Regions from separate parts of the Mus musculus genome. Here all the other regions are linked to region 1. A link is a contact called in public HiChIP or PLAC-seq, Micro-C and promoter capture Hi-C data. All regions are on one chromosome and are shown on one strand. The core of a region is the stretch at or near the end of the contact, and the rest is flanking DNA. Distances in the headings are between cores, read along the strand shown. Region 1 holds the start of A330074K22Rik (RIKEN cDNA A330074K22 gene). Region 2 holds the start of Irf8 (interferon regulatory factor 8). Region 3 holds the start of Cox4i1 (cytochrome c oxidase subunit 4I1). Region 4 holds the start of 1190005I06Rik (RIKEN cDNA 1190005I06 gene). Region 5 holds the start of Klhl36 (kelch-like 36). Region 6 holds the start of Gins2 (GINS complex subunit 2 (Psf2 homolog)). Region 7 overlaps Gse1 (genetic suppressor element 1, coiled-coil protein).

Region 1 (2,545 bases), core at 34-2,533:
GGGTATCCGGGGAGGCCGCTCCAGCCCTTCGTCCCCGAGGCTCCCGGCGACGTCGTTGCCCTCGGGGGTGCTACTGCGCTCTGGGGGCGCCGCGGGCCGGCTGGAGGCGGCGCCGTCCGTGCCGTCGGGCGCAGCGGGGCCGGGCCAGGGTTCCTGGATGCCCCTCAGCACGCTGGCTCGCGGCTCCGGAGCCCAGTGCGCCCCTGGCCCCGTGCGCCGGCGCCGGGCTCCGGACTTGCTGGAGTCGTGCGCATCCTCGGGCTCAGGCTCCGGCTCCGGCTCGGGCTCGGGCTCGGGCTCGGGCTCCGGTTCGGGCAGCGCGTCGGCGTCCGACAGCTCCGACAGCTCCGAGTCGCGCGCGTCCTCGGTGTTCCACTCGCGGGCCCCGCGCCGGCCAGCCGCGCTCGCGTCGCACTGATGCGGCCTCTTGAGCCAGTACACGCGCTTGTCCACGGGCGTGCGCGCGCGCTCGAAGGCGGCCCACTGCTCGGCCAGGAAGCAGCGGCACACGGCGCACACCAGCACGCAGCCATCGGTCGCGCTCAGCCCGCGCGCGCCGGGCGCCGGCTCCTGCTGCTGCAGGAACGGGAAGAAGGGCTGCGCGGGGCCCGCCGGCCTCACCGGCAGCTTCAGCTCCTTGCCGCGCGCGATGCCGCCGCCGCAGATGAAGCACGACAGGGCCGCGCCCGCCGCTGCCATGAGCCGCTGCTTACGGGAGAGCGGCGCCGCCCGGCCGCTCATGGCCCGGCCGCCGCGTCCGCCTCCGCGCGCCCCGCGGCTGCCGCTGCTCGGGCCGCGCGCACCGAGGCCCCGCGCCCAACTCGCAAAGTTTGGCGCGCGGCGGCGCGCACGCGGCCCGGGGCGCACCGAGGGTCTCCGCGGCGGTGCCCGGGGCTGCCGAGTCCCGGCGGGTGGCGGCGCGGGCCCAGGCGGCGCCGGAGAGCGCGCCCGGAACGCGGCGGTGGCGACGGTGGCGACGGGCCCCGGGCGGCTGCGGCGGCCGCATGTGCGAGCTCCGGCGCCGGCCCGAGCGTCGGGTCATTTAATTGGGGAGGAGGGAGGCGGGGCGGCGCGGGGCGGAGGGCGCGGGAGGGAGGCGGAGGCGGAGAAGCCTTCCCTCGCGCCGCCCTGCTGCCCGCCTCTTCCCAGGCTCCTCCTCCCCTGACTCGGACTCCTCCTTCTCCTAATCCTCCTCTCCCTCCTCTCCTCCCCTACCTCCTCCTCCTCCTTCTAATCCTCCTCCTCTTCTTACCTCTCTCCGCCCCTCCTCCTCTGACTCATCCTCTCCTCTCGATTCCTCCTCCCCTGACCTCTTCTCTTCCCCAACCCCCTCCTCCACCCCCTCCTCCTCTCTCCCCACCCTCTCCTACCCCCTCACCCCCCTGTGTCCCAAACTATGGCACAATAGGCCCCAGCTCCTCTGTCTATTCTGTGTCCAGCAGGAGCCCGCGGTGATTCATTGCTCCAATTAGGGGCTCTGCAGCCCGTGGCTCGGGCTGTCTGAAGGGTCTCCTTTGGGACCCACGAAACCCATCAGCCGCTGCCGCTGATCTTTAAGAAAAGGTCAAGCCGGACGCGCTAGTGCCAGGTGAGGACGATGGGTGTCTAGGGAGGCTTGGGAAGGGTAACCCCCCTCCAAGATCTGGGGAGGTCCTGGCCCTTCAGCAGCCCAGGGTTGGGGGTCACCTTTCTAAGCCCAGTGCCCTAGTTTTGAAGACAGAGGAAAGAGGAGTTGTCTCCTGCATCACCCTGGAGACAAAGTCCTCCCAGCCTATCTCCCCTCTCCCCCTCCCTCTGACTGGACAGGGCCCACCAGATCACCCTAGGGGTAGAGGTAAGAAGGGTACTGTGTGTCCTGGGACTAAGGACTCAACCTCTCTGTGCCCTTTTCCTTCTTGTTAAAGTGTTCCTGCTGAGACCACAGATATCCAGGACTTAGTGTATTGTATGCAGATACATTGTAGTTATTTAATGCAGAGACAAACCCTTTGCAGGCCAAGTTCAGAGCTGTTACATGCCTCTTAGTTACTTCCCCACAAGAAGCAAGTGTGGGATGCCCCTCATTTTATGACTCAAGAGGCCAGGCAGGATTCAGACCCAGGCAGCAGGGTTCTGCTAGGAGTATGTGGCCTCCCCAGGCAGACATCTGGCCCCTGTCACCCAGAAGCTGCTGGAGACTGTCCTTGGCGCCTCCTAGGCACACAGGCACACACATGTATGACACACACACACACAGATGGTGCCCTTTGGCTCAGGCTGGGTCACTAAGCAATCGTCTCCCATCTGTAAAAGGAGCCCTCAAAGCTTCAAAACTGTGAGCAGTTACTTTCCAGAAGCTTCCAGCTGTCTACCCTGCCAGCTGGAGATGGTGCCTGAACCCCAAAGGCAGGAGCCCCACCACCACCACTGCCACCACTTGGTGAGCTGACATGTAAATAAGGCTGCTCCCCCCCCCCTCCAAATGAGCAGGAGGAAGGGCCTCTTGGGAATCCCTAACATTCCAGAGCTCCAGAATCAACTGGGGTGGGGTGTCAACATGGCAGAG
Region 2 (2,545 bases), core at 18-2,517, 510 kb before region 1:
CTGGACAATCTCCTCTATTGCCTTGGAGGCCAATCTGAGGTCCTAGACAGGCATAGCCTGACTCTCTTACAACTATGGACAATTAATGGTTTATAAACACGCTCACATGATTCTAGCTTCCTCTTCTTGATTTTGAGGCAGCATTCCCTGTGGGCCCAATCCTGCCTACAGCTAACTTACATCTAGAGCAACGTGTCTTAGGTCAGGCTTCTCACAAGGCAGGGGACAGAGGCTCGCCTAACACAGCTGTCAACATCTGCACCAGCCATGTTTGGCGGGGCTCACACCACACCGTAATCCCTTTCATTCAGCCCTGGGCCACAGTCTGACCACCACTGAACGGAAATCCATCACAGACCCATCTCTTTCTGGCCCCAAGCTTCCTCAGGGACACTGAATCGGTCCCAGTTCTTCATGAAGGAGCCTGCCATAACTTAAAGGGACAAACCTAGAACTGTCACGAAACTGCTCTTATCGTTTGACTTTAAAAGAAAAAAACAGGGCCATTGAGCACCTGGGCACCCCCCAAGCTCCGCCTGAAATCCTAACACTCAGAAGAGGTAGGCGGATAACCGGGAGCTCATTGGAATGAGCCTGGGCTACAGAGTGATACCCTGTATCAGAAACAAAACAAAAACAAACAAAACAGTGATCTACCATTTTAAGATTCTAGTGAATGGTTTCTATTAGTTTCTACCCCCTGAACGCCCTTCCCGGCTGTGGGTAAGTAATCTTTCTCACCAGGGGAAAAGTCTGCCCCTATAGCCTGGGGCCAAGCTCACAGCAAATCTGGTCTTGAGAGCTGTGTGGGACCCACACGGAAGACTTTCCTTCCGGGGCCAGCTGGGCCACTGGACAATCAGAGAAGTCCAGCGCCACTGGGCAATCAGATTGCCACTAGTCAGAATCAAAGCCAGTCGGTCCCTGGGCGAGCCCAGTCGCGAGCTTTGGATAGTTCATGCATGGAAGCCGGGCTGCCGCGCGGTGATTGGCAGATCTATTTCTCTTCATTATGAAGTTGGCCATCAGGCAGATTTTAAAGGGAGAGGTGTTTGTTCATTTGGTTGGGTTTTGTTGTTGTTGTTGTTGTTGGTTGTTGTTGTTGTTTTTGGAGAGCAGCCAGAGCAAGCACCTGCTAACGTGCTGTGCACTCCGTTTGGGCGAAGGTGGGAGAGCCACAGCCCCGGCCCCCGCGCCCACCCCATCGCGTCCTACCTGCCGCCGGTTCCCACGCTGCCCGCGCCTCCGGGACCGCCCGCGGGCTCCTGGAGGCCCGTACGCGCGCGCCTGCTTTTATAGATGGGGCGGGGGAGAAGGCGGGTCCCGCGCGCAGAGCGACGGTCGCGCGAGCTAATTGAGGAGCGGGAGGGGCGCTGGCGCGGCCCAATCAGCGCAGCCTGCCAAATCCGCCTTCTCTGAAGCGCTCTCTTTCCGAGAAATCACTTTTGCACGTCCCCGACCCCGTGGAGTCCTTTTCTCTCTTTACTCCGGGGGCGGCGGGGGAGGGGGCTGCCCCAAAAATGGCCGGGGGGCTGGGGCGTCTGCCTAAGGTCAAGGAGGCTGGTGATGCACGGATCATCCTCGGGGTGTCGTTCAGGTTTGGAGAGCCTCTGTCCCGGGCACGTGTCCAGGGGCACCCTGAGTGTCAGCTGCTCAGGCTGGAGTTTCAGAGCAAAGACCAGTCCCAGAGCTGCGTGCTGGGTGACAGCCACTTGCAGCGCGCCCTCCTGGATGGAGGATGACCGCCTGAAATTGCGCAGGAAATCTGGGAAACCAGGGGAGTCGCGAGCGCTGAGGCTGGGATGCCCCCAGGAAGGCTACGCATTATCGGTTCCCTTGTGTCCCCCAGTGATGTCAGGAGCCCGGTCGAGCCTGTTCCCAACCTGAGTAGGATGTGGGAGCGGGGAGCCTTAGGTGAGGGTCGAGAGGGACTTTCGTTGCAGGCTGCCCAATTACACACCTGCGGCCACGCTTACAGGACTCTCACCCGTCTGGCTTTTAAAATACTTAGGAAAACGTTGGAGCCGCGACAAGAATTTTTGATTGGTCCACAAATACAAGAAGTATACGGCTAGGTTTCAAATAAATACGAATTCAAATAAGGATTTTCCAAACAGAACCTTCTAACTCTAGTTTATCCTGATGAGCATTGTGGTATACCTGAAAGGCACTTAAGACATTACCGGGTATTAGTTCAATGATAAATACCATCCAACAGTCAAAAGCCAAGTGGAGTTCCCTGGAGCCAAGGAATTTCAAATGAAAACTACTTTTCAAAGCTCATTTGTTTTATTACTATTATTATTGGGTTTATTGTTTGTTTTCCAAGACAGGGTTTCCCTGTAGCCCTGGCTGTCCCCGAACTAGACCAGGCTGGCCTCAAATTCACAGAGATCTGCTAGCCTCTGCCTCCCAAGGGCTGGGATTAAAGGTGTGTGCCACCATAGTCCAGCTCAAATTCTTTAATAGTAATATGGGAGTGTTTTAATAAGTGTTTGCTGTGAAGGGCAGAGTCCAGAAGTCAGACACGCTCAGATTACTACAA
Region 3 (2,545 bases), core at 32-2,531, 440 kb before region 1:
AGTCAGAGGCAGGTTAAGTCTCTGCGCTCCAAGGCAGCCAGAGCCATGCAGAGAAACCCTGTCATGAAAAACCAAAGGGAGGAGAAAGAAAAGGGCAGGGAAGGGAGTGAAAGTCCTGCTCACCATGTGCTCGAAGGCACACCGAAGTAGAAATGGCTCTCTTGCCAATCAGGCTCAGCGCTCTGGAAGCCAACATTCTGAAAGACAAAAAAAAACCCTTATACCTCTTAACAATGACAGCAAACACCTTTTAGCCAAAGTCTTTTTGCGGCAAAACATTAAGGAAGTAAATGCAACTTATCCCCCGAAATGTTAAATGTTTTTTTTTTTTTTTTTTGGTAATGATTTCATCAACTTTTTAAGGCACGGACTGGCCTGAAAGCTTCCACTATTACCTTCCTCTACCTCGTAAGAGCCGGCATTACAGGCCAGAGGCATGCCCCCAGGATCCGGTTTTTATTACTGATGCGAAGGCACAGGGTGAACTTCCTTACATCAAGCCAAGGGCTGTAATATACATGGCTTTGGCCAATGACTATAAATCCGGCTTCTTAAAAAATTAACTAGAAAGACAAAAATGACTGAAACTGCTAGAACTAGATATATAGATAGATAGATAGATAGATAGATAGATAGCACGGTAGCACACCTCCTGCGACTGAGTTTTATTTTAAAAATTGACTTGTACAGAGACTGCGAAGGGCAAGCGGGAGGAGGCCGCCCAGGCTCAGGCCCTGGCCCGCTTCCCGTTCCTGCGTCCCGCAGGCGACCTGGATGACCCTGTCACCCGCCCCAGCGACCCGAGCCCCACGCCTCACTGTAGCACAACCCCTGAGATTCGATCCCCGAGAAAGAACGTCCGAGCCCGGGAAAAAAAAAATCAACGCCCGGGGCGGCAGAAACCGTAGCGTGACGTCAGGGCTCAGGTCGCTGTCCCTCGGGCCTGGCACAGCGGGAACGCCCGGTGCCCGGCAGGCCGGAGCGGGGACCCGAGACAACAGACCCGCTCGGGGAAGCGGGCGCCCCAAGGTCACCGAGCCGCTCAAGTCCCGGGTCCGGGGGCGTCTCGGAGGCACCGCTCCCGGCCCCGGCGCTCCAGGTCCTCGGGCCCCCGACCGTGCCACCCTCACCCGCCGTCCAAGGCCGTCACCTGCCACCGCTGCCCAGGCGACCGCCGCGACCGCCCTCTACACCCTGGGGTGCTCGCGACCGGAAGAACGGGGCCCGCAACCGGAAGACCAAGACGGAGCCGCGAAGCATCGCGGGAATCAGGGAAGCCCCGCCCCAAGCCCGTCCGTTTCAGAGCGCGGGGCGGGGCGGGGCGGGGCGGCGCGGCTCGGGGCAGGGCGGGGCAGGACGAGGCGGGGCGGGGCGGTAACTGTCGCGAAAGGCCGAGCGGGTAGCAGCTGCTTTCCGGCAGACGTTTTCCGGCCGACCGGCTGAGGCGGGAGGCCGCGGCCGGAGGTGCGAGAGCGTCACGGCGTGCAGCGGAGGGTCGTGGCGGAGGACCGCGGTGCGTGGGTCGCGATGCCCGGCGTGAAGCTGACTACGCAGGCCTACTGCAAGATGGTGCTCCACGGCGCCAAGTACCCGCACTGCGCCGTCAACGGGCTCCTGGTGGCCGAGAGGCAGAGGCCGCGCAAGGAGCATCCTCCCGGAGCGGGCAGCCACACGCTCTTCGTGGACTGCATCCCGCTCTTCCACGGCACGCTGGCTCTGACGCCCATGCTGGAGGTGGCGCTCACCCTGGTAAGCTCGCGGTCGAGGCCGCGGCGCGGGGTTCCGGGCCGGGCGGAGTCGGGCGCCCTTCGCGGGACGCTGCGGCTGCTCCCGGGGAGCTCTCGAGGTTTTGTAAGATGACCGAGAAACTCGAATGTGTGGTGGACGTCCTTAAAACCAGCACTCGAGATGGGGAGGCAAGAGTTCGAGGCCAGCCTGGTCTACATTAGTGAGATCTGGGATAGGTAACGTTTAAAGTTTAAACTTAATGTGTTTGTGAGGCCACAAAGAAAAAAATGCCTATAGCATGTAAATCTCTAGTTTTACAGAGGTTTTTTTGTTTGTTTGTTTGTTTTTGTATTTTGTGGGTCCACTTGCCGATTTTTTTGCCCCAGACTTGCTGTTTTAGCAAGATTATAGGTTATAATACGGACTGCTGTTTCTGCGCTTGTAATCAAACTCGGTTTCTCTGCTTAAGAGACATTTGCAAGACCCGGAATTCTAACTCTGCGGTTTGCCTTTATAAAGCCCTGGACTGATATGGTCAGGCGCTGCTTACTACATCTTGGAAGCGCTCTCAGGTGCAGTCCTGACGCACCTGAGAAACAGATCAGACCCGTAACCACCCAGTCTCCCCACAGCCTCATTTACATCTCAGAATGAGCTCTGAAGTTAAAAATCTGAGCTGGCCTAGGAGGGAATGCTAATCCTGTCTCCCCCTCTCCCACCAAAATGACTGCATTGAATCGGAGACTTGCTTTGAATGTAGCCCCCCATGCTAGCCTGGCACTCCCAGCACTTCCTGCTCTAGATTCCTGAGAACTGG
Region 4 (2,545 bases), core at 30-2,529, 410 kb before region 1:
TCCGCCCATCCTGGTTCATGCCTGGAGACAGACATGGCAGGCAGGCACAAAGTGCTGGCCCAGGAATGCCCACTTCACACGAGGACCTGGGGGCTCAAGCCAGGGCAGGCCCCATGTTGCCTGGGGAAGGTGGGACATGGGCTATCCTACCCACTTCTGCTGGAATTCTGAAGAATATTTGATCCATCTCCTATCCCTGTGGCCTTAACAAAGCCAGGGTCTGAAATGTCACTGCATTTTTCTTTAGTGATGGTTCATAGTAGGATCGTACCTGTGTATCCACCGCAGGAATTCCACTTTCCTGCCCTGGACTCAGTTTCCCCTTATAGTCATTAGAAACATACACAGCCCGGGGGTACGGAGACCTGAGGCTGGTAGAGTGGCCACACGCTACAGACTTGCGACAAAGAATTGATCTAGGCAGGTGCGTGGGGCATTGAGGAGGGTCCCATGAGAGAACCATTAAGATACAGGGCTGGCCAGCACTCGGGAGGCAGAGGCAGGCAGATTTCTGAGTTCGAAGCCAGCCTGGTCTTCAAAGTGAGTTCCAGGACAGCCAGGGCTATACAGAGAAACTCTGTCTCGAAAAACCAAAAAAAGAAAAGAAAAGAAAAGAAAAAGAGACAGGGCTGGAAGCCACACCTGGGTATTGAAAGGGTGTGGGTGTATGGCTCAGTGGTGGATACTTGCTGGATGTATGGAGGAGGGGTACGGGGAAGCCATGACATCAAAAACATAAAAATAAAGGTGGCTAGGCATTGGCCCCAAGCTTGTAATCCTAGCACTTAGGAGATAGAGGTCAGAGGATCAGGGGTTCAAGGGCAGCCTTGTGTGGGCTACAAGAGGCCCTATCTCAAATAATACAAAAGTAATCATGATATAGGGAGTGGGGAGGCGGCAGCCCGAGGCCTCTGAGTCTTCACCCTCAGGTCCTCTGCCAGCTGTGACAGGCGGGGGCACGTGGCCAGTCAAAATGCCAGAACCCAGCAGCGGGGAAGCCCGGGAGTCACAATGCCACCTGAACCTCCCAACTGCAGCGACGAGCCGGGGGCGTTACCTCTGCGTCTCTGCACAGGAGGCGGAGCCGGGCTCCCCATTTCCTTCCACAGAACCGGGGACAGCCGGCCGATGCCCAAACTTTGCCCGGTGCCGGGAGCGCGGCTGCGGTGGGGGAGGCGGGCAGGGAGGCGCGGCGGCAGGGGTTGTGGCTGAGCCCTGGGCGGGCTGCGGGGCGGAGCGGCCCGGGCGGCGCCGCCCTCCAGGTGCCGGGCGGGGGCCGAGGCAAGCGCGGCTGCAGGCAGAGCAGGCCGGGCCATGACCCCCGCGGCCCACGGCTGCAAGCGCGTCGCCTGGTGTCCCTCACGGCCGCCAGCGTCCGCGCCCAGCGCGCCCCAGGAAGCGGTGAGTGTGCGCGCGCCGTGCGCGCCACGGCGGACGCACCGGGACCTGGGTTTTGGCGACCTGGGATAGGGACCCAGGACGAGGGACCCCAGGATCGTGGAGATCTGGGACCAAGGGGACCCCGAGGTGGGGAATCCGAGACGGTGGAGACCCGGGTTGGGGAACCCGGGAGGGTAGGGAGCATGGGGTGGGGTGGAGACGGGGGAGGGGTGGCCTGTGGAGACCCCAAGGTGGTGGGGACTCCAGAGTGATGGGGGACCCTTTGGACCCTGGCGTCCCACAACTTCCTGCAGACTTCGCTGATCAGCTCGGCCTCCTCTGGCCGCGTGTCTGACATCGGGCGGGGGCGTGTCCCGCGCGTGGCAGCCTCAGGCCCCTCTTTGCACCCGGCTGGGTTGTCAGGTTGCCGAGCAGTCGGGCAAGGTGGGGGCAGGAGGCCTCGGGAGGAACCGCTTCCCTCCACCAAGTGTTTCCAATGTATTATTGATGAGCTGCCTCGCTTAGGGGCGCCCAGTACATCAAAGCAGCTTCGCGACCGCAAAGGGCGACCCGCTCGAAGCAGGCACTTCTCTTGGCAGGGCTGGCCCTGGCAGATCTGGGGAGGGCGCTTATTAAAAAGAGGACCCGCAGCTCCCCTTGGGGACTCTGAGGGCAGGAAGGACTTCTGGCCTTTGCCAAGAGAACGGTGCAGCGCAATGTAGGAGTCGTTCCCGAGAGAGTAGAGAAATGTTAGAACACGCCCTGTTTTACAGACAAGGAAACTGAGTCCCAGACGGCTTCTCCTGTGTGGCAGATTCTGATGTCTCTCTCCAGCCTGAGACACCTCTCTGGTTGTGCTAGCAGCTGAAAGCACCTCTTGCCTATCCAGATCCCTTTCCTAGTCAGGACACAATGTAGCTTGGTCCCCTTCGTGGTCCCCCCTCCCTCAGGTCCGGGTCCTCTGCACAGGAGAAAGGCTGTATATTTATGGAAAGACTTAATCCCTCCACCAGCCCCAAGGCCGTGGAAAGCTGTGTCTAATCTGTCCCTGGAAGGCCTCAGCTGGTGGGCACACACCAGGCCGGAGTGTGCGTCCCCTAGGGAGGTGTAGGTCACTTACAAAGCAACTCGTCCTCCTGGGCTGAGGACGCGGAGATGTGAGTGC
Region 5 (2,545 bases), core at 12-2,511, 370 kb after region 1:
AGGAGAAACCTCCCCTGAGGTCTGTGCTCTCACACAAACACGAGCAATACTGCTGTGCTGACCTTTCTGATCAAATCTATAGACCTGACACACGATGTCCCATAGTCTTTTAACTATGAGGCAGGCTTTGGAGGACTTGGAAGTCTAGGCGGACACTGGCAGGGGACACCCAGTTAGGAATAAACCTGTTGGGCTAAATTCAGAGAAATTCTGCTTATCCCTCTATCTTCTGGGGTGGGAGCTAACACCTGCAAGTCCCCTACTTACAACTCCCAAAGCCTCCCTCCTCCCAAAAGCCCCTCTCTTTCTAGAAGGCTGGAAAGTGCAGCCTCTCGCTTGTTTCATTAACAGCCCGTGGAGAAGAGTCTGTCTTTTCCTGTCTCAATTCTTTACCCCCTTTTCCTTATAAAACCAACATGGGCTGGAGCTACAAGACAAATTCCCCCCCCCTCCCAGTTCTGCTGAACCCACACGAAGAATCATTTTGTTTCCTACTGAACAAAGAGTCTCTGCTAAAGATAAGTCAGCTGGTTCTGAGATAAATGGGGAGAGCGAGGGGGCTCCAGTGTTCCCATGGAGGAAGAAGTCCGGACATTCCATCCTGTTCCGCTCTCTCTGGGAAAGAAGACACAACTGAATCTTTTCCAGAAAACTAGTAACTTTGTGACTAAGCTGTATCCAGGCAGGAACTCTCCCAGCTGCTGGGGGCCCAGAGAGAAAGGTACCAATCAGCATCTAATTACTGCATACCCCTGATTCTCCCGGTTCACCTTGGCGGTGTGAGAATGGGCACCACTGTTCCCACAGGGCTAAAATCGCACCGTGGGTGGGCAGGTGGCCGAGGGGCCCACCCAAGGTCACAGACAGGAAAACATAGATACCCTCTCTGCCCATCTACTTAGGGCGGCCAGCCAGGTCTCTAGTTCCTCACTGTCTGGAAGCTTTCTTTTCTAGGCCAAGGAATCTAGAGAGAGTTCTCCAGTGCCAGGCTCGCCTTAGTCTCCCGGACCATGTCTGTGGCGCCTAGCTGCGTGCAAGCAGGTGTGGTGAAGGTGCAGAGCCAGAGCCCCCCCACCCGGGATCCCCGGGAGCCAGCACGGAGCCCAGGCGGCACTCACCGTCCCGCGTCCCGCCCCGAAGGTGCTGAGGCGCCGAGGGAGGCGTGGGCCGCACCTGTGCACCCGCGAGCCCGGATCGCGCCCGCTTGCGAGCCGCTACCAGAGCAGCGCACACTGCGGGGCTACCGGGCCCGCCCGAAGCGCAGCCATCCCTCTGCAAGGAAGTGCGAGCCTACACTGTCAATGGCGGCTGGGGGGCGGGGCCGGCAGGCGGGCGAAAGGCGGGGTCTGCAGGATAAGGGGCGGAGCCTCGCCTGAGGGGCAGGCCTGTGAAGGCGGAGTGCAGCTTCAGAGGCGGGGCCTGAGGAGGCGGGAGGCAGGAGGTGTAGCCTTAGGGGCGGGGTCTGTGGATGGGAAGGAGCTGAGCTGGTCAAGATCTGTAAGAGACACCCAGGGTCCCTTACTATTGATGGTGCCTGGCTGTCCCCTAAGTAGGTCAGGCATGCGCCGCAGAAGCTTGCTGGCGCCCACGTCCCAGGCTCCAGGATATGAGGTGGCTCCGTGGGACAAACCTCAGGGTGGGTCGGGAACTCCGGGAAGGCTGTATCCTCCTCATCTTCCCTTGGCTTCTGCTCACTGATTCTGTCAAGAGGCCTTTGTTGACTACTCTGCTAACAGCCACACCCCCTACACTCTGGCCCGCTTTCTGCTTTCTCCATACCTTTATCCCAGTCTATTATTATTACTTGCCCCCCCCCCCCCAAGCTCAGGAGATTAAACCCAGAGCCTCAACCACCACTCCCCTCAACTTTGACCAAGTCGATTCAAAATATTTTAAATAATTCTTTCCTTTTTCTTCCCTCCCTCTCCTCTGCCTGTCTGTTTCTCTGTCTCTGTCTCACTCTCTCGTTCTCTCACTCTCTAGAGCTTTTGCGGCTCTCTTTTTCTCTGTCTCTTTCTTCTCCACTCGAAGCTGTCCAACAAACGTTACAATCCTTGCTGGGCTTTTATGGCAGGTACATACCCTCTCAGTAAACATCTGTTGATCTTAGATCATTGTTAATTCATCTAATAGTTATCAAACGTCACTCATAGCCTGGAAGAACCTTGAAGAGGTTCCTCTACGTGAAAGAATCTAGACACGAAGGACACTCCCAGCTGCATTTGGTGGCACACAGCTGTCATCTCAGCTCTTGGGAGGCTGAAGCAGGAAGATAAAGAGTTCAAGGCCAGCCTGGGCTTCACAGAGAGACGTCTCAGAAAAGCAAACCACTTGAAAACGAAATGCATAAGTAAAACGTTCAAACAGGAAAGCGGGAGAGCCAAGAAGCATGGTAGAGGATGCCAGGGGTGAGGGGGTTGGGACCGTTAACAAAGGAAAATTAGGGACTTTTGGGGGAAGATGATAAAAAAGTTTTGAAATGAGAATATTGTTAGTTGTATACCATGAGAGTATACATTTATGCCTATTATCTATTAAATTTACC
Region 6 (2,545 bases), core at 29-2,528, 360 kb before region 1:
AGTGACTCAGGCTGTCCCTAGCTGGTGATCCTTCTTGCTTCCACCTATGGAATACTAAGATTACACCTCACCTCAGCGCCCAGTGGTGAGGGTTTCACACTCAGATCCAGCCCCTCTTGTCCTTACCAGTTGTAGGTGACCTATTCCTCCCCAGGAGCTACCCTGGTCTGCTGGCACCCTGCCAGAGTCACCCTGATTATAATGCCTATTAATAGTTCAGCTGTCCTCACAAGACTCCTGATTCAAAATGCCCCTGTGGGGCCATATTAATGCAAGGACTCTAGGGCTGTTGGCTTACCAAGGCACTCTGTACAGAAGGCTTGAGGGCATCAGGCTCCAGGGTATAGCTCAGTGGAAGAGGCTGTGCTTATCATTTTTGAGGACCGGGGTTCCATCTTCACAATTGCAATAACAACAATAATAAAAGAATGATAATACGTGTGCAAACTTGTCCCTGTAGTCTCACCTGAGGTTTGGTTTGCCAAAGTTCTGATTCTGGGCTCTGTCTCGAAGGATCTGCATGGAGCAGATAGGGGAGGCGCATTTTCATTGCTTTTAAACCATCTGTAGAAAGGGCAAAGACTAAAATTAAAGGGAAAACACTTCCTTCGATATGGCGTCTGTGTGGACCAGCCAGCCATGTCCGGGGACCCGGAGCTGACTTTGAGATGAATGCGTTTATTCCTGGATCTGTGTTTCGCGCAGGTGAAAACTCGGCTCCAAACCTTTACCCTCAAAGAGTGGAATCAGGCGAGGGACTCAGCCTGCTGCAGGACGCAAAGGAGCAAGAAGCCATAAGTACACAGCCTCCAGCTCGTGGACAGAAGGGGGCGGGCGCAGGAGGGGCGAGGCCGAACGAAGGAGGGGCGGGAGCAAGAGGCGGGGCTGTACAGACCCGACCCAAACGAGGTAGGTGCGGGGCCGTGAGCGTGGTAGGCGGGCAAGAGGCGGAGTCGAGGCAGACCCGGAGACCAATGAAAAAAAGCGGACGGGCCAGAGGCGGGGCCTAGAGAGGGTAGTGACGTAGTAGGGCGGGGCCGTCAGGGCTGTAACTCGCTGGATCAGGATTCAGGAAGCGTGGAGCCCAAGTACTGGAAAGGGCATCGGTAGGCCTTAGAGGGGCGGGGCCGGCGTACAGCTCCGCCTACAGACCAATCCGCGAGTTTGTACTAGCTGTGACTTGGAGGCTGCGAAGAGAGCAACGTCTCTATAGGGCCGCCGCAGGACGTCTTCCGTTCGAGGGGCGGGCCCCGCGCGGTGGCGGGAAAGAAGTGCCTGAGGCGCTGCCTCTGAGTCGCGGAGGGGCGGTAACGGGCCTGGGCCGCCTACTCTTCAACATGGATGCGGCCGAGGTGGAGTTTTTGGCCGAAAAGGAGTTGGTGACTATCATCCCGAACTTCAGTCTGGACAAGATCTACCTGATCGGGGTGAGCCAGGGCGGTACGGGGCGGCGGCCTGGGATCATGCTCGGGTCACCGCTCCTTTCCACCTGGGGTCTGCGTTGTCCTTGCAGGGGGACCTGGGGCCCTTCAACCCCGGCTTACCCGTGGACGTGCCCCTGTGGCTGGCCATTAACCTGAAACAGAGACAGAAGTGCCGCCTGTTACCTCCGGAATGGATGGATGTGGGTGAGCATTCCCGGGCCCGGGTGGGCGGGCTTGTACGGGGAGGGGGCTGTAGTGATGGCGCACGCCTGTAGTCCCAGCACTCTTTAGAGGCGGTAGAGGCAGGAAGATCTCTGAGTTTGAAGCCAGCTTGGTCCACAGAGGGAGGTGCAGGACAAACAGCCAGGACTACACAGTGAAACCCTGTCTGGGGGTGGGGTGGTGTCCTAGTCAGGGTTTCTATTCCTGCACAAACATCATGACCAACAAGCAAGTTGGGGAGGAAACGGTTTATTTGGCTTACACTTCCATCACCAAGGAAGTCAGGACTGGAACTCAAGCAGGTCAGGAAGCAGGAGCTGATGCAGAGGCCATGGAGGGATGTTCTTGACTGGCTTGCCTCCCCTGGTTTGCTCAGCCTGCTCTCTTATAGAACCCAGGATTATCAGCCCAGAGATGGCACCACCCACAAGGGGCCTTTCCCCCTTGATCACTAATTGAGAAAATGCCTTACAGCTGGATCTCATGGAGGCATGTCCTCAAGGGAGGCTCCTTTCTCTGTGATAACTCCAGCTGTGTCAAGTTGACACAAAACTAGCCAGTACAGGTAGGGATTGGGGAACAGAGATGCAACCTTAAACAAGTTTTGTTTTTGTTTGTCTTTTTTTGTTTCTCTGTGTAGCCCTGGCTGTCCTGGAACTCACTCTGTAGACCAGGCTGGCCTCGAACTCAGAAATCCGCCTGCCTCTGCCTCCCAAGTGCTGGGATTAAAGGCGTGCGCCACCACTGTCTGGTGACTCTGATAGTCTTGAAACTGGGACCCCAGTTTCTGTGCCTTGAGGGGCATCTTTAGCACCCCTGTCCCCCAAAGCCTGAGTCCATTTCCCAGTGTCTGCTGGCCAGGGTTGGGGAGCAGGGGAACAGACTTCTATTGCCTTTGC
Region 7 (2,545 bases), core at 30-2,529, 330 kb before region 1:
CAGGAAGTTCCAGCAGAGGTATCCGCCATGATATGCAGCTTTGAGGAGACAGTGAAACTGAACCACGGGGTGGCCATATGCTGCCGGACAGGACTCTTCTCCTGCTCTGCCAGTGTGTCTTCACGCATGTCACAGGTCTGGAGGCTGGGTGGCCTCAGTGTCCATCCGCGAGGGAACGGGGCTGGTGGCGGTGCCGTTAAACCCCAGTCAGCAGTCAGGAAGGGGCTGTGACTTGAGAGAAACTAACTTTCCAGTAACACCTGTTGGGCAAAGAACGTGCCGTGACCAACCACAGCACCAGTCCTGAGAACTGAGGCTGGCAGGAGCCAGTGAGGATCCCTTGGAGCTGAGCTCTGTCCCACTGCCACTGCCGTGTTAGGACACTATGAAGATTGTGTGGGGGTGGGCGTGGGATGGGGGATAGAAAGAGGAAGGAAGGAGAGGTGGTAAGAGGGGTGGAGAAGGAAGGACCATCATCCTGATGTCCATACACCCTGCTCACCTCCTGTCACCTCAGGGCCAGCTGTGGCTCTGGACTCTGGGTGGTTCTCCCTCCCCATCCTGGTCTCTCTCCTCCACAATAGCTAGCCCCGCTGCTCACACCTGAGACACAGGCAGATGGGGCTCCAGACACCCCGCGAAGATGCCTCCACCTTGCCAGCTGTAGACTGACAGGCAGGCAGGCAGGCAGGCAGGCAGGCCATTTGTTTGGTTGTTTTCTTTGAAAGAGGCAGATTTCCAAGGAGATGAACCCAGGGTGTGTTTCAGCCTGCACCCAGCCCACCCTGTAGCAGACATGCAGGCGGGGGGGGGGGGGGGGCTGCTTGGACTCAAACCCAGAGGGATGGTCCCCAGCCTCTGCCTCTCAGGGGCTGGGTGGGTTTCATCCACCACCCATGGTAACTTGACGCCCCTTGGTTACAGGGCCGGCAGGTGGCAAAGATTTCCGGAAAGTTCAGAGCACTAGGGATGTCTAATCAGAAGCTTAAAAGCTCTAAGCTACCCTTGTCCCCACAGGTGACAAAGTGGCGAATAGCCAGGTATAAGGCGGCTCTTCCCCCATGTGCTTCCTGGGAAACAGGGGGCCCAAGGCCCCGGGTGTACTGGAACTGAGGGTACACACAGCTCTGGTGCTGTGTGGGTCTTCTACCGATCAGCCAGGGACATGTGGGCTACCGTCGCACCCCCACCCCCCTCGGCAGACGGCACCAGGGCCCCGTGGGAGATGAGCAGATTGCCACACAGCTTGGGCCCTGCCTGGCAGCAGCACCCAGCTTCATCTCGCACAGGTGGGGGCTGTGGCGGGGACTCTTACAGCTTGCTCTCACAGAGGCCAAAGAGCCTCTCTGCTCTGAGAACCTCAGATGGGGCCAGGCTGGTGGTGGCTTGAGACGTGGCTCTGGGTGTAAGATCCCAGAAGCTCCCAGTACCCCTTTACTCAAAGTAACTTAACTAAGCCCACTGAGCAATCTGGGGGACCCTTGCCTTCAAGGCAGCTGGGCTAATGTCACAGAAAGACAGAAACACCCCCGTCCCCCCCACCCCCCACCAGGGCAGCATGATAGACAGGGCTGGTAGGAGTGCTCAACACCCGCCAAGCTGGGCTCCCAGCACAGGGAAAGATGGAATCTTAAAGAGGCTTAAGGGCCTCTGGGGGGAGGGGCAGCGCTACTTGGAGGAAAGACTGGATCCTAGCCTCTACAAAGACTGGAGCTACAATGTTGCCAGCCACACGTGGATGGAGGCAGCTTCAGGACAGCTGAGCACCCTGGGGACATTATTCAGAGTCCACAGTAATAGTAGTAACTTAAGAAGCCAGGGCAGGACAGACCCAGGGGTCCAGCCTGGGGGCTGGGCTGGATCCACAGCCCAATGCTCCTTCCAGAAACCAGGGTAGAAGTCAGGGTGCTCCCCCCCGCCCTCCATCCTCCTTGGAAGCCCACCCACTGCACCACTGGCAGGCCACAGTGGGCCAAGCAGCTACCTAGGCTTGGCCAGGCTGGGACCACAGCAGTGGGGACCCACAATGGCTGACCCTGGGTGTTGCCAAGTTTAGGGAGTTGGGGTGGGGTGGGGCATAAACAGGGACAACAGGATTAGAAAATGGCGGTGGGGACAATTGGGGAAGCCCCAGCGACAGCACTTGGGAAGGCAGTTATGGGGGCCGCACTTAATTACGTGATCTGTGTTCCGTTCTGTATGCTATCACTAGATCAACAGACTGCCAGTGGTGGCCTGCTGGCCCTGGGCAAAAGCTGAGGCTCAGACTGTTAAGCCAACACACCAGGGCACAGCAAGTGATTAAAAGTGCCAGGATGTGTACTGGGCCTGGCCCGGTGAATCCCAGCGTCTTCTGGCAAAACCTTGGCCTTGCCTTAACTACGACTACCACATGGGATGGGGCCCACAGCCTGGGATATCCCCTGTGGGGCCCACAGAGGTCTTGGGAGGGGCTAGCTTCTCTTCCCTCCCCCTCTGCCTTTCTCTGGCGGGGAGGGGGCAGAGCAAATGAGGCGGCATGCTGATTGCGTTGTCTGGATTGAAT

The links. Promoter capture Hi-C pulls out the DNA fragments that hold promoters and counts their contacts. Hi-C and Micro-C count contacts between places; a contact is called where the count stands out from the background. HiChIP or PLAC-seq counts read pairs in DNA pulled down with a chosen protein or histone mark.
Region 2: a contact with region 1 is called in a promoter capture Hi-C map of pre-B cells, with 3 times the contacts expected there. The contact joins the promoter of Irf8 here to the promoter of A330074K22Rik in region 1. A contact is called at or near these places in 4 of 39 promoter capture datasets (embryonic stem cells, liver, pre-B cells and 1 more) and 1 of 484 Hi-C or Micro-C datasets (embryonic stem cells).
Region 3: a promoter capture Hi-C map of stem cell-derived epiblast-like cells shows a contact between it and region 1, with 2.6 times the contacts expected there. The contact joins the promoter of Cox4i1 here to the promoter of A330074K22Rik in region 1. A contact is called at or near these places in 11 of 39 promoter capture datasets (the 3T3-L1 cell line, the HPC-7 cell line, cranial neural crest and 7 more), 2 of 484 Hi-C or Micro-C datasets (both in embryonic stem cells) and 5 of 115 datasets of contacts at active chromatin or transcription factors (astrocytes, bone marrow-derived macrophages, embryonic basal ganglia and 2 more).
Region 4: a contact with region 1 is called in an H3K4me3 HiChIP or PLAC-seq map of embryonic forebrain, with 4 times the contacts expected there. The contact joins the promoter of 1190005I06Rik here to the promoter of A330074K22Rik in region 1. A contact is called at or near these places in 9 of 39 promoter capture datasets (the 3T3-L1 cell line, embryonic stem cells, hematopoietic stem and progenitor cells and 5 more), 1 of 484 Hi-C or Micro-C datasets (embryonic stem cells), 8 of 115 datasets of contacts at active chromatin or transcription factors (craniofacial prominence, embryonic basal ganglia, embryonic forebrain and 5 more) and 2 of 9 other capture datasets (adipose tissue and embryonic stem cells).
Region 5: a contact with region 1 is called in a Micro-C map of embryonic stem cells, with 3 times the contacts expected there. The contact joins the promoter of Klhl36 here to the promoter of A330074K22Rik in region 1. A contact is called at or near these places in 1 of 39 promoter capture datasets (liver) and 1 of 484 Hi-C or Micro-C datasets (embryonic stem cells).
Region 6: an H3K4me3 HiChIP or PLAC-seq map of embryonic basal ganglia shows a contact between it and region 1, with 5 times the contacts expected there. The contact joins the promoter of Gins2 here to the promoter of A330074K22Rik in region 1. A contact is called at or near these places in 15 of 39 promoter capture datasets (the 3T3-L1 cell line, 3T3-L1-derived adipocytes, the HPC-7 cell line and 9 more), 1 of 15 datasets of contacts at CTCF or cohesin (embryonic stem cells), 3 of 484 Hi-C or Micro-C datasets (cerebral cortex, muscle stem cells and spermatogonial stem cells), 14 of 115 datasets of contacts at active chromatin or transcription factors (bone marrow-derived macrophages, craniofacial prominence, embryonic basal ganglia and 11 more) and 2 of 9 other capture datasets (adipose tissue and embryonic stem cells).
Region 7: an H3K4me3 HiChIP or PLAC-seq map of forebrain shows a contact between it and region 1, with 4 times the contacts expected there. The contact joins the enhancer-like site here to the promoter of A330074K22Rik in region 1. A contact is called at or near these places in 9 of 115 datasets of contacts at active chromatin or transcription factors (craniofacial prominence, embryonic basal ganglia, embryonic forebrain and 6 more) and 1 of 9 other capture datasets (embryonic stem cells).

Annotation. Positions count from the first base shown.
Region 1 is chr8:120,226,968-120,229,512 of GRCm38.p6, reverse strand. It overlaps A330074K22Rik (RIKEN cDNA A330074K22 gene), which reads left to right and starts at 1,283. Exons shown (of 3, transcript NR_110496.1): 1 at 1,283-1,588. It also overlaps a transcript of Gse1 not described here.
Region 2 is chr8:120,735,080-120,737,624 of GRCm38.p6, reverse strand. Irf8 (interferon regulatory factor 8) reads right to left here and starts at 1,267. Exons shown (of 9, transcript NM_008320.4): 1 at 1,216-1,267.
Region 3 is chr8:120,666,961-120,669,505 of GRCm38.p6, reverse strand. It overlaps Cox4i1 (cytochrome c oxidase subunit 4I1), which reads right to left and starts at 1,281. Exons shown (of 5, transcript NM_009941.3): 1 at 1,151-1,281; 2 at 124-197. The coding sequence starts at 1,260. It overlaps Gm27021 (predicted gene, 27021), which reads left to right and starts at 1,364. Exons shown (of 4, transcript NM_001308449.1): 1 at 1,364-1,749. The coding sequence starts at 1,528. It overlaps Emc8 (ER membrane protein complex subunit 8), which reads left to right and starts at 1,419. Exons shown (of 5, transcript NM_010926.6): 1 at 1,419-1,749. The coding sequence starts at 1,528.
Region 4 is chr8:120,633,124-120,635,668 of GRCm38.p6, reverse strand. 1190005I06Rik (RIKEN cDNA 1190005I06 gene) reads left to right here and starts at 1,279. Exons shown (of 4, transcript NM_197988.3): 1 at 1,279-1,401. The coding sequence starts at 1,315. All of the region lies in intron 1 of Gm27021 (predicted gene, 27021), which reads left to right.
Region 5 is chr8:119,861,021-119,863,565 of GRCm38.p6, reverse strand. Klhl36 (kelch-like 36) reads right to left here and starts at 1,261. Exons shown (of 5, transcript NM_146219.1): 1 at 1,119-1,261.
Region 6 is chr8:120,587,808-120,590,352 of GRCm38.p6, reverse strand. Gins2 (GINS complex subunit 2 (Psf2 homolog)) reads left to right here and starts at 1,278. Exons shown (of 5, transcript NM_178856.1): 1 at 1,278-1,427; 2 at 1,514-1,628. The coding sequence starts at 1,338. It overlaps Gm10614 (a long non-coding RNA gene), which reads right to left and starts at 1,176. Exons shown (of 4, transcript XR_003947476.1): 1 at 299-1,176.
Region 7 is chr8:120,556,460-120,559,004 of GRCm38.p6, reverse strand. The region is part of intron 2 of Gse1 (genetic suppressor element 1, coiled-coil protein); the gene reads right to left. Among named protein-coding and RNA genes, the nearest start is that of Mir7687, 19 kb to the right of the region's middle. Within about 2 kb of position 1,279, at least 47 of the 459 cell types and tissues checked have an H3K27ac peak or open chromatin away from gene starts, as enhancers often do. A contact at or near this core is called in forebrain, where this site is marked.